Linked DNA regions of Arabidopsis thaliana: region 2 is linked to region 1. A link is a contact called in public ChIA-PET data. All regions are on one chromosome and are shown on one strand. The core of a region is the stretch at or near the end of the contact, and the rest is flanking DNA. Distances in the headings are between cores, read along the strand shown. Region 1 holds the start of AT4G25940 (ENTH/ANTH/VHS superfamily protein). Region 2 holds the start of CK1 (casein kinase 1).

The links. ChIA-PET counts read pairs in DNA pulled down with a chosen protein or histone mark.
Region 2: a contact with region 1 is called in an H3K4me3 ChIA-PET map of shoot, with 10 read pairs. The contact joins the promoter of CK1 here to the promoter of AT4G25940 in region 1. A contact is called at or near these places in 2 of 26 Hi-C or Micro-C datasets (root and rosette leaf) and 1 of 2 datasets of contacts at active chromatin or transcription factors (shoot).

Annotation. Positions count from the first base shown.
Region 1 is chr4:13,168,916-13,175,337 of TAIR10.1, reverse strand. It overlaps AT4G25940 (ENTH/ANTH/VHS superfamily protein), which reads left to right and starts at 2,434. Exons shown (of 14, transcript NM_118727.5): 1 at 2,434-2,727; 2 at 2,820-2,889; 3 at 2,967-3,064; 4 at 3,156-3,294; 5 at 3,391-3,518; 6 at 3,595-3,708; 7 at 3,784-3,900; 8 at 3,989-4,054; 9 at 4,129-4,209; 10 at 4,285-4,362; 11 at 4,464-4,667; 12 at 4,749-4,824; 13 at 4,906-5,039; 14 at 5,136-5,832. The coding sequence starts at 2,638. The coding sequence ends at 5,546. It overlaps VATG3 (vacuolar ATP synthase G3), which reads left to right and starts at 818. Exons shown (of 3, transcript NM_118728.4): 1 at 818-1,101; 2 at 1,211-1,311; 3 at 1,386-1,895. The coding sequence starts at 1,014. The coding sequence ends at 1,523. AT4G25930 (hypothetical protein (DUF295)) reads right to left here. Exons shown (of 3, transcript NM_118726.2): 2 at 6,343-6,422; 3 at 5,945-6,266. The coding sequence ends at 5,945.
Region 2 is chr4:13,227,114-13,233,535 of TAIR10.1, reverse strand. It overlaps CK1 (casein kinase 1), which reads left to right and starts at 2,739. Exons shown (of 14, transcript NM_118743.3): 1 at 2,739-3,103; 2 at 3,198-3,238; 3 at 3,387-3,456; 4 at 3,549-3,697; 5 at 3,789-3,884; 6 at 3,977-4,047; 7 at 4,154-4,215; 8 at 4,335-4,398; 9 at 4,488-4,572; 10 at 4,661-4,787; 11 at 4,861-4,943; 12 at 5,020-5,083; 13 at 5,175-5,290; 14 at 5,403-6,086. The coding sequence starts at 3,028. The coding sequence ends at 5,651. It overlaps RPS2 (NB-ARC domain-containing disease resistance protein), which reads right to left. Exons shown (of 1, transcript NM_118742.2): 1 at 5,664-6,422. The coding sequence ends at 6,211. NAP1;1 (nucleosome assembly protein1;1) reads right to left here and starts at 968. Exons shown (of 12, transcript NM_118744.3): 1 at 779-968; 2 at 613-656; 3 at 322-417; 4 at 69-161. The coding sequence starts at 824. It overlaps AT4G26095 (a long non-coding RNA gene), which reads left to right and starts at 5,914. Exons shown (of 1, transcript NR_142353.1): 1 at 5,914-6,422.

The DNA of each region.
Region 1 (6,422 bases), core at 1,185-3,684:
CAACGAGACCTTTAACCAAACTATCGCCGCATCAAACGCAATTATGGCCACCGCTCCGGCCGCGACTATTATCACCGCTTTGAATCTAAGAAGACAAGACGCTATAAGGATAACCGAAAACAACCACATCCTATTGTTCACCATCATATTTTGTAAATTATCTTGATAGATATTTTGACAGCACCATTCCAAATAGATGAAATATGGAAAAGAAAAAAAAATCTCCTTTATCTTCCAACTCGAACCTCTTGCTTATGTTGATATAGATGGATGTGACAATTTTAATTCTTTTTATTTAGGAGGGAATGCGTGGTGGAAAATTAATGCGAAGTATAATGATGCAACTTTATACTATACCAAAAAATAATGATGCAACTGCATGCATGGAATAATTTATTCGTTTTGGGCACGATCTGGTTATTAATTTGCATTTATATCAGTGAAAATGACGTACTTGAGCTGGCTAATAAGGTCTAATGCTGATATTCGAAGATATATGATAAAACATATGAATTAATATAGCTTTTATTTCACGGTATTTTTAACTCTTAGAAGAGAAACCACATATGCTTCTCAATTCTCACAATCGACGGCAAACATAAGAAAATTATGGATCGTCAACTTTATTCAGACTTTAGAGTCACACCTCACACGTTGGGATTCCTTTTAATTCACGATTTTTCAAAAAAAAAAATCACACATTACTTGTAAATACACACCGATCAGCTGCTTTGTAATCGGTTGGGATTTTCTATAAATAGTATGTTTGAGATATATTTTATTTTTTCCTTCCACACTCACCCGGAGATCGCACATTGTCTTTTTAAAAGCATCTAAATTTGAAGAAAGAAATAATGAGTCAAAAACTAACTCCATGAACCAAGGAGAAAAACACTCTCCGTCTAATCCAAACCATAACCAAATAGGCTTATATTTACAAATTCCACTTCTGGCACCAAAATTTGCAGAAGAATAAACACAACTTTTCATTGTCTTTGAAGAGAACATAAGCCATGGATTCTTTAAGAGGCCAAGGTGGGATTCAGATGCTTTTAACTGCTGAACAAGAAGCCGGACGGATTGTTTCAGCTGCGAGGACCGGTATAGTCTCTTTCTCCTTTATGGCTTGTTGGCTCTAATAGTAAGATTTTGGTTTTGAATCCTTTTCAGCGCTTTTCTTTTCTTTTTGTATGGACGGATCGATGATCAGCAAAACTAGCAAGAATGAAGCAAGCGAAAGATGAGGCTGAGAAGGAGATGGAAGAATACAGATCCCGATTAGAAGAAGAGTATCAAACTCAAGTTTCTGGGGTAAGCAACACCGAAACAAAACCGGCTAGTGAGATATCTTGATTTGTACTCATATTCTTTACCTTTTGTTTCAGACGGATCAAGAAGCAGATGCAAAACGTTTAGATGATGAGACAGATGTCAGGATTACGAACCTTAAGGAATCTAGTTCAAAGGTCTCCAAGGATATTGTCAAGATGCTCATCAAGTATGTCACCACTACTGCAGCATGATTCTCACTACACCGCCCCCATCGTATCTTATTCTCCTGATAATAAAACTGTTATGATTCTTCAGCTCTAGTTTTTTGGTCCGCGATTTCTAATAGAGCCAAATACATAGTCCATTGGTAGAGAAACTCATAAATATATGGAAACTAAAACAAACATTAGATGAAAGTATCATTGTAAAAAAAAGAGGAGGGGATCGAAAACGAAACTAAGTACACAAGTGATGAATTTTAAACATAAGTACAAAAGAGAACATGCATGCATGATAAATGCAATGTTTGGTAAATTTGTATCATATTCGTACTCTTGAGCATTATGTGGACATTCGTAAACAAACTGTTAACTTGTTAATGACATTCACTAAGATAAATAAATGAGCATTTGGAACAAAACAAGGCAACCACCGTATGAACTACCGTCCGAGTCCGACACATTAGGTCCATATGGCGTAGCTTTGACATTGCGCTCAATTTTGTAAACGTATAAATAATAATAAATTCCTTTATTTAAAATGACACTACATATGTAAAATTCAAAATATGTTTAATCAGGTAAAATAGTTTTTTTTTTTTTTTAAATCAGATTGAGTAATGGAAAATTTGAGATTGCATTACCTTTCTTTTTTTTTTTTTTTTTTGGACAAAGATTGCATTGCATATCTTACAAAAATTACTGGATTTCATTTTGACATTAGCTATGTATAAATCGATAATTGAGGCAAATGATGATTCTATACCAAAATAAAAGAAAAGTTTAATAACTGGCATCCGATTATAGGAGGAATAATACGAAATTAGTAAATGAGATGTACAAATTTCGATATAAATTTACTCTGATAAATTACAAAAATCTATTTAAAAATAATAATCAAGATTCCGTTACGCACGTAATGGTGAGGCAAGAGAGAGATAGAGAGTAGCATTGTTGAAAAGTCTGTTATTGGTGTTCTGTTTGTTGTTAAGGCGACTAACAACAGAGCATATCAAAAACTTGGTCTTCGTCTTCTTCATCCTTATCTTCTCTTTTCTCCATCTCTCCGTCCTAACCAAATCATTTCACAATTCCGGTGATCGCCGGAATTATCAAGAAATTTATCCAGATTCCGATTTATCGCTAGATGGCAACGTTTAACAGCTTCCGTAAAGCTGTCGGAGCAATCAAAGATTCCACTACCGTAAGTATCGCCAAGGTCAACAGCGAATTCAAGGTCAGGATTACATTCTGAAACTTTCAAATTTTTTGGTAACAAAAAAAATCTGTAAATGACTAATAAAATGTATATGAAATCGAGATATATAGGATTTGGATGTTGCGATCGTAAAGGCCACAAATCACGTAGAATCTGCTCCCAAAGAACGTCACATTCGTAGTAAGTTTCTTAACTTATTCCCCCAAACACTTGAATTTGGATACGATCTTTATGAGAGTTTTTATCATTCTATCCAGGAATATTCTCGGCGACATCGGTAGTGCAACCACGAGCAGATGTTGCTTACTGCATTCACGCATTAGCCAAAAGATTGTCAAAAACTCGCAATTGGGTTGTGAGTTCTATGTAACTTAAAAGATTCTTTTTTTTTTCAATTTACAAAACTCTGTTTTTGGGGTTGCTTAGATTGTGTTTCCAACACGCAGGTTGCGATCAAGGTGTTAATAGTCATTCATAGAACACTAAGAGAAGGTGATCCAACATTTAGAGAAGAGCTTCTCAATTACTCACATAGAGGACATATACTTCGAATATCAAACTTCAAAGACGATACAAGTCCTCTTGGTAAATAGCCTATTATATATCCTTTGTTACATAGCTTTTTATGTGTTAATGAAAATTGTTTTAAAACATTTTCTTGTATTGACTTGTTTGTTGCAGCTTGGGATTGCTCTGCGTGGATTAGGACATACGCGCTTTTCCTCGAGGAGCGGCTTGAATGCTATCGGGTTTTGAAGTATGACATAGAAGCAGAACGTTTACCAAAAGGTTCAGGTGCATCTTCAAAGGTTTGTTCTCAAATTCGTTCTCACCTTTTAAACAAACACAAGAATCTAATTTTATCATCATAAATCATTATTACAGAACGTAGATTTCAATGCTTCTCAAACGTATAGAACAAGGATGCTCTCCGATGAAGAATTGCTAGAGCAGTTACCTGCTTTGCAACAGCTGCTTTATAGGCTTATTGGTTGTCAGGTAAAAGTTATATATCCAAAATTTTTGTTTTGTTGTTACGTCGAACGGTTTCTTAATATGTTTTCAGTTTTGCAGCCTGAAGGATCAGCATATAGCAACTACCTAATCCAGTATGCTCTTGCATTGGTGCTTAAAGAAAGCTTCAAAATCTACTGTGCCATTAATGATGGAATCATTAATCTTGTAGACATGGTTTTTATAAAAATCTCCTTCTCTTGTTTTAGTATCAATTTGCTTCTATTGAGTGTTGCTAAAGTATATATCTATGCTCTTGATTCAGTTCTTTGAGATGTCAAGACATGATGCAGTTAAAGCTCTAAATATATATAAACGAGCTGGCCAACAGGTAAAAGCTCTAAAGCTATAGACTAAATCCCCATCTTCACTAAACTTGTTTATTGATGTTCTTCCACTGCACAGGCTGAAAATTTGGCTGACTTTTATGAATACTGCAAAGGTCTAGAGCTAGCGAGAAACTTTCAGTTCCCAACCTTAAGACAGGTTCCTTCTTAACTTGTGATAAATGAATGTGAGATTGATCACCTCAAAAGACTTAATTTTAAAAACTTGTTTCAGCCTCCTCCTTCTTTCCTAGCAACAATGGAAGACTACATTAAAGAAGCGCCTCAAAGTGGTTCTGTACAGAAAAAGCTGGTACAAAGTTTTACTCTCATCATATTTGGTTGATGTTGTCCTGTTCATCAATATCAGTCTTCTTATGAATTATGATTGACATTTTGTTGTGTTTTTCACAGGAGTATCAGGAAAAAGAGGAAGAAGAACAAGAAGAAGAAGAAGCAGAACACTCTGTCCAGCCTGAAGAACCTGCAGAAGCCGATAATCAAAAGGAAAACAGCGAAGGAGACCAGCCGCTTATCGAAGAAGAGGAAGAAGACCAAGAAAAAATAGAAGAGGAAGATGCTAAACCTTCTTTCCTGATAGACACTGATGATCTGCTGGTGAATCTTCTTCTACACGTCATCTTATGTGTACAAATATCTCTTTTGGCCAAAGTCTCAACCTTTTCTTCTCCTTCACAGGGACTAAATGAGATCAACCCTAAAGCCGCAGAGATAGAGGACCGAAATGCATTGGCTCTTGCAATATATCCACCAGGTAACAAAAATTTGATTCTTGACCAAAACTAGAGATTTTCTAACACTAATGGTAAATTTTTGCTGTTATTGGTCTCTGCAGGTCATGAAGCTCCAGGACCATCAAACATTTTAAGTTTAATAGAAACCGGTGGATCCGGCTGGGAATTGGCACTGGTCACTCCTCAGAACAACAACAACAACAATAATCCTCGCCCTGCGCCTAACACCAAACTTGTAATTAACTCTAACACCACATATATTTGAATATGAAACTCTCTGTTTCTACTCTCAAAACTCACGTGGGCTTGTTCTCTCTTGTTGTATTTATAGGCAGGAGGATTTGACAATCTATTGCTTGACAGTCTGTACGAGGATGATTCAGCTAGGAGACAGATCCAGCTAACCAATGCGGGCTATGGACATGGTGGCATAGACACAACAGCAGCACCGCCAAACCCATTCCAAATGCAACAAGATCCTTTTGCAATGTCCAACAACATTGCTCCTCCCACTAATGTTCAAATGGCAATGCAACAACAACAGCAACAACAGATGACGATGATGCATCAGAGTCCCTACAATTACACTCATCCTCATGATTATCATCAAAATCATCATCATCATCAGTTCTCAGCCGGTCCTTCTCCTTCTAATCCTTTTGGAGACGCTTTCCTTGCCCTCCCACCTCCGCCAGGATCAGCTGGTCCGCAACAAAACAACCATCATCATATGCTCCTCTAGAGTTACAACATCTCAGATAATAATCTCTCTTTCTCTTGGTTACCTTTTTTTTTTGGTTTAGTTTGATTATATATATTCAGAGTGTTATTCTTTCATTCTTTCTACTAGACAACTCTACTCACTGATGATTTCTTAGCCATTTTTATCTTTCAGCACTTTTGATTGCCTTTACTTTTTACCCTGCAAATGAGTTAATTTAGGTTTTCAAAATAAGTAGTCTGAGTTGTGATTAAGAAAGATAAAACGGGTTTCTCTCATGTTTTATTTTCAAATAGTCGGAGATCTACGAACCAAAAACATTAACTAGTACATGAACCAAACCCAAAAGAATAACATAATATTGGAGACCACAAGAGCCACCCAATATTAGAGACATCCGACGATATCAAAAGTCACTCCTAAGAGAGAGGAAGAGGCCAGTAAGGGAACTCAGTGGACCTTAAAGGAACATTACTGTGTGTGTAGAAGTTAGTGGTAGTGTCGGTTGCAATATCGTGAACACCAAAGTTACAGCCCACATAATAGATGGAGTTAGGTCTGAGTCCAGGAGACGAGCTTGCCGGGACACAGTATGCTTCACCATGTCCAAGAAAGATACAAAGATCTCCAATGTCTTGCGTGTTAGTCAAGTGACCGCAAATTGTATCCACTCTAAACACCTTAAACCCATCCGTTTTCTGGGTGATTTTCCCCACGTTCATCATCACGTCCTTAAAGAACCTGCAAAAGAAGATATCTATGTGTTTCAACATAGAAGTAGCAAACTTGCGCTTATAATTAATAAACAAATACGTACCACTTGACGAGGAAATGTTCACCGGAGGGTAACTCCGCCAGGTGGTCTGTTCTGAAACGCCAGATGTAATCTTCCAAATC
Region 2 (6,422 bases), core at 1,490-3,989, 58 kb before region 1:
AAAGAGTATACACAGATCTACATTGAGTTTAGTAAAATGGTTTGTAAAACTTTCTCATTAACAATTACCTTGACATACAAAGGCTGATACAGCGTTTGATACTTGGCTTCAAGAATAGCTCTCTCCTCACGGAATTTTGCCTCTAGTTCATCATGTTGGCTCTGCGTGGAAAGAAGTCATCAGTAATCAAAACGCAACACCTTACTTTTGAAACTTTAAATTCAGATAAGCAGGGAGAAAACTCACACAAAACAAAACAAACCCCATTAAACGATATATAGCACACATAGTTTGGTAAAATGTGAAAGAAATTTCGCTAACCTGTATATCCCTCAAGGCATCAACGCGCTTTCTCACATTGGGAGTCAGATTCTCGAGCACATCAGAACGCTGACCAGCCAGATTCTGCAGCTTGTTCTGTGAATTAATAACAATGTATTAACAACTCATAAACTATCATTGTACTAGAAGAATGACATTGAAACCAAAACACTAAACACCAAGACACGGCTTATAGTATCTAAACAATCAGAGGAAAGTAACTCAACATCCTCCATATCTTTCAATAGCAAATGCTCACGGGACAGTTTACAGAAGGGGAAAAAAACTCACCTTTAGAGCATTGACAAGGCCAGCTCGATCCTCGTCCTTAAGAGCTGCAAAAAAACAGTAAACAAAAGGAACACCAGTCAGATAACAGAGGAAATTAGGGTTAAAGCAGCTCTGGCTTAAGAGGCGGAGAAAGAGATAAGAGTAATCGTGAGTAGGAGTATTTTACCAGCAGTAAGATCGGAGACGTTGAAGCTATCCTTGTCGTTGCTCATCTTCTGAGGATTTGGTGAAGAGAGAGATTTTGAAGAAGAAGAAGCAGAAGAGACTAGGGACAAGGGTTTTGGGGAGGCGACTCGTAACCCTTAAATCCTCTTTGTTTTTTTGTTTTTTTCTCTCCCTCCTTTTCACACCAAAATTATAACAAATGCCATTTTAGTTTTTTCTCTTTTTATATATACTTTTCTTTCTCTAAAAATTGATGTTTAATGTTTTAAAAAGCAAAATTAAGTTTATTGAATTAAATAACATGCAAAACTTTACATACATATATATATGGATAATGAGAACTGACTTATATATAGATAATTAAAGTTTATTTATGAATTCAATCAATTATAAATATATATAACTAATATATAAACTTTAATTATCTATATAATTAAAATTTTGCATGTAATTATATTAATTATCTATATACTTATATATATATATATACACTTATATATATTTGATTCTTCACCAAATACAGTACAGGTTAGTGAACTTTAATGGGATCAAATAGAAGATTTCTGAATCTGTTAGTACTAAGGCCCATCCCAAGAATGAGCCTTCCAAGCCCAATACACTGATTACTTCTTTTGTTCACATACACTGTACATACTAATTAAAAACAAAAAACAGTCCACAACAAAAACAAAAAAACAGTCCACAACAAAAAGTCATATCCCAAAAGGCACAAAGATCTTTAGTTTGGTTTAAGCTCATCCCGAGTTCAAACGAATTAAACGTACTCTAATCTAGATTAGCTCATCACGACATTTTCAATTTGAAGTTTCAACCTTTTATACGTCTGACCAGAAACACAATAAAGAAGCCTCACGCGTAGCATTTTTTTTTAACCAGAAAACCATGAGACAAATTCAACCTAATCAGATAACTGTAAATCATTTCATTCATCCTATTAAAAGCAAAGGTGAAAAGCTTTTTGTACCTCCACGACTCCCACTTAAGAGAAACATTTTGTAGAGCTTTCAAGTCACGCGTAGCAAACACACCTGGTAAGTGGTCAATCTTTTTATATCATATAGCCATCATAAGAGTATCATTAATAGTAGTTTCTTAGCATAATCTTAATAGTTCTTATGAATATTTTTATAATTGATTTTGAAAATTTTGAAGTTAAGAATTTAGTTAAGAGATTGAAATTTTGGCAATATGCAATGGTGGACTCTTAACTTGAGTTCTTAAAAAAAAAATTGGAAAAAAAGTAGAAACATTATAATTTTAAAAAACTTAATAATTATTACAACTCAAAAAATTTGAAACATACATAACATAAAATTTTAAACAAATATGACAAACAATTAGATTTAATACTTAATTTATCTAAGAATTAAGATTAATTGAATTAAAACATTATATTTAATACCTAATTTATCTAAGAATTAACCTAAGAAACATTAGATTTGGCTCTTATATAAGAGTCATTTTTAACAATTAATTGAATTATAACATTAAATTTAAGACCTACTTTATCTAAGAACTAACCTTATAAACTATGAATAATGATGGTCTAAGCGCGCTTGTTGTTGAAACTCTCAAATAAACCGGATAATTTTAAAACCAGGTTTAGTTTAGTTGGTAGATTCGGCTCAAATAGTAGTATTTTTGTGGATTTAAAGATGCTCAGCATGTATATACATATGTGTTCTATAGATGTTTTACACATTTTTTCTATTTTACTATTCTGCTTGCCATAATCATTAGATTGTTTGGTTGAACCGAAGCATAGAAACCAAACCGAACATAGCACACAGCAACAAAACCGGAATCATTCAGAGGTAAATAATTTTTTTACATTACCCGCAACTGCAAGGAAAGAGGAAAAAAAAAAAGACGCAAACTTTGAGAAAGACATCCTCATCGTTTTCTGTCCATCGAAGCTCTTTTTTTTTTTTTTTTTTTTTATCTTCGTATTCAATTCTTGAGAGGAGAGAGAGAGAGAGAAGCATCCCAGAAAACGACATTCTGTTCATATGGAGTTTTTTCACCAGATCGAGAGCACGAAGAAGATGATTACTGGGTTTTGATTTAGTCGGCGAAAAATCCGTAATCTCATTGTTCGTGATCTCTGGGTTGTTTTTCTGGATTGCTGGTGCGGCTGATTCTAGTCAGGATTGTTTTTGGGGTCCCTTTCGCTCTATTTGAATCTGCGTCTGGGTTGTTAAGATTGTACAAGGGGTTTCGTGGTTATTTATGGAACCTCGTGTGGGGAACAAGTTTCGTCTCGGCCGAAAGATCGGTAGTGGTTCGTTTGGAGAGATCTATCTCGGTTCGTCTCTCTCTCACTTTCTAGTTTTTAATTTTATGGATTATCGAATTCGTCACATTATCTCTAACATTGTTGTTAACCTGTGATTTTCCAGGTACTAATATTCATACGAATGAAGAACTGGCTATTAAGCTTGTGAGTTCTTCAGTCATCCCATTTTAATAATTTGATGATCAAAAAGTTTATGGATTTATAAGTAACATTATCACAATATGTTTAGTTTGATCAAGTTCAGTATGTTGAAAAGCTGAGATTTTGATTCTCTTTGTTTTTGTTTTCCCAGGAAAATGTGAAGACAAAACATCCACAGCTGCTCTATGAATCGAAGTTATACAGGATTCTACAAGGGGGAAGTAATGATTCTTATCTTCTGAATGAGATATTGATTTCTGATAATGTAAAGTTTGTGTTACTTATGACCTTTCTTTTGCCTTAACTTTGGTAGCTGGTGTTCCAAATGTCAAATGGTTTGGTGTTGAAGGGGACTATAATGTTTTGGTGATGGATCTACTCGGACCAAGTCTTGAAGATCTCTTCAATTTTTGTAGCAGGAAACTTTCATTGAAGTCTGTCCTCATGCTTGCTGATCAAATGGTATACTTCTTCATGTGACGCCTTTCTTTCATTTGCTCCTCTATGTTTCAGGAAATATTGACTTCTTTCTTCCTTTGGTTTTTGTGATAAGATCAACCGTGTTGAGTTTTTTCATTCAAAGTCTTTCCTTCACCGAGATCTTAAGCCAGACAACTTCCTCATGGGCCTTGGAAGGCGTGCGAACCAGGTTTATCATCTTATTGTCTTAACTATATCCTTTTGGTCTTATTTTACTTTTGGAGACATCATTGTATTGACCAAGTTTAATCCTTCTCTAAGGTATACATCATTGACTTTGGTCTTGCTAAGAAGTATAGGGATAGTACAACACATCAGCACATTCCCTACAGGTGAGGCGATCATTGTATCAGCTCTTGAATGTTCTTCCCTTGAGCATGATTCCGTTGTTATGTGATGACTGGAAACGCTAATTTTTCCCATGATTCTCATTTGCAGGGAAAATAAAAACCTGACAGGAACTGCGAGATATGCTAGTATGAACACTCACTTGGGAATTGGTAAGCTCGACAAGACCTGCTTCATGTTAATTTGTTCCAGTCACTCTCCTTATGTGTTTGAGTTATAAGGTTTGATACTCATCAGCTGTTATTTGTTTTCTGGCATTGCGAACCTGAAGAACAAAGTCGAAGGGATGATCTTGAGTCTCTTGGTTACATCCTTATGTATTTCCTCAAAGGAAGGTGAGTTTATGCTACATGCCTCACACTCTCTTCACTTTATTTCCCTAACTTCTTCAGTTTGATTGATGTGTGGAATATCTCTGTTTTAGTCTTCCATGGCAAGGACTGAAAGCTGGAACCAAAAAGCAAAAGTATGAAAGGATTAGTGAAAAGAAAGTTTCTACATCCATTGAGGTAAGTTCATTTCACAAGTATGCTACATTTTTACTCAGATTTTTGTTTCCCTCATTCTGATTCGTATATGATCGCCTTACACCTGCAGGCTTTATGTCGTGGTTACCCATCCGAATTTGCATCCTATTTCCACTACTGTCGGTCGCTTCGGTTTGATGATAAACCAGATTACGCTTATCTGAAAAGAATATTTCGAGATCTCTTTATCCGTGAAGGTTTGATATTTCCTTCCCTCTCAATTTTTAAGCCTAATATATTTTCTAACAAGATTTCATTTCCCTGTTGCAGGGTTTCAGTTTGATTACGTGTTTGACTGGACAATCTTGAAATATCAACAATCACAACTAACCGCTCCCCCATCTCGTGCCCTCGTAAGTAAAACTTGAGTTCTTGGTTAAACTATCTTTTTTGGTTTGACATTTTCTGATGGAGTCTCTCCTGCTTCAGAATCCTGCTGTGGGAACTAGTGCCGCATTGCCTCCGGGCATTTCCAACATCGATAGATACACAGGTAAATTTCCCTGATCACTTACAACGTAATTCTTATTTCTCTGCAAAGAAGTTATTATTCACATTGTTTGTTGTTCATTGTTGAATCCAAGGGGAGGAAGAAGGGCGACCACATATGGAATCATCTCGACGGAGAGTTTCAGGGGCTCTTGATAACTCAGGGAATATTTCGAACCAACCGACATCCTCAAGTGCTAGAGACTCCATGGTATGAATCTCTCTGCATTTGCTATCTCTCTCACCTGCAAACATGAGTTTGGGTCATATGTGATTTAGTGGCTAAAAGTATCAAAACTTTGTTCAATTTCTTTTGGATGCAGATCCCGAGCTCCTCGTTGTTTGCACAATCAGCAGGATCATCGAGGAGAGTAACTGCAGTAAGTGGCAGCCGGGACAATTTTCCAGGCAGCGAGGAGTTGTTGCAGAGAAGCCGTACAGGTGACGTCAGCCGCGGCGTGATCCCGAGAAACTCTCCTGGGGAGGCTGGGAAATCCACAAGAAGACACTACGAATCAGTAGTTAAAGGCATCGATAATCTTCAAGTCTCGGACGAACACCATCCCCACTGATACATTAATTTTACTCAGTGACCTTTTTATTCCTTTTTCCGTTATTACACTACGAAAATTTGAAAATACAATTTGATTGATCCACCATGAAATTTGGTCTTCACTACAATATCTATGATTATTGGGGCTCAAACGTAACAATTAAAAATAAAGATGCACAAATGCAAAATTCTTCTTCTCCGATCCGGTTCTGCAATTTCACCGGATCCGGTTCAGCTCATTAGCTCAATTCTTCACAGTCGTCGTCCATGCTTTCTCACTTCTTACTGGAGGTCTAATCTGAGGTGACGATTCCCAGAATTGTTGCAGAGATCTGATAAACTTGTTCGTCTTCACTGATCGGAACTGGAGCTTGGAGTTTCTATATCGACGATACTCGGTGAGTCTTCGTCCTCATAGTCGTGAGATCTATTTGATCGCGGATAGTTTGGTTTTTATGATTACATAATCTCTAGTTTTGTGGTCTAGTGGAAAGTTGATGACTTCACTGGAACAACCTTCCTGGCTTCCTGCTACTTATGAATGGACATATTTGTACAGAGTGCTCTTAGCTCTTATATCAATTTGGAACAAAGCGCGGTAAATAACAAAGCTCTTCGTTTGGTTGATCTTTTTCCAGTGCTTTCCACCATTTCTCCTCACAATAAACTGTTGGCAAGTTCATCTGGGTCCTCCTCTCCTGAAACGGCAGTTTCTTAACTCTGGGGCAATTTGTGATGACTAATGTTTCAACTTTTTGGAATGAAAATCGAGATGGGAGGATGCTGTTTA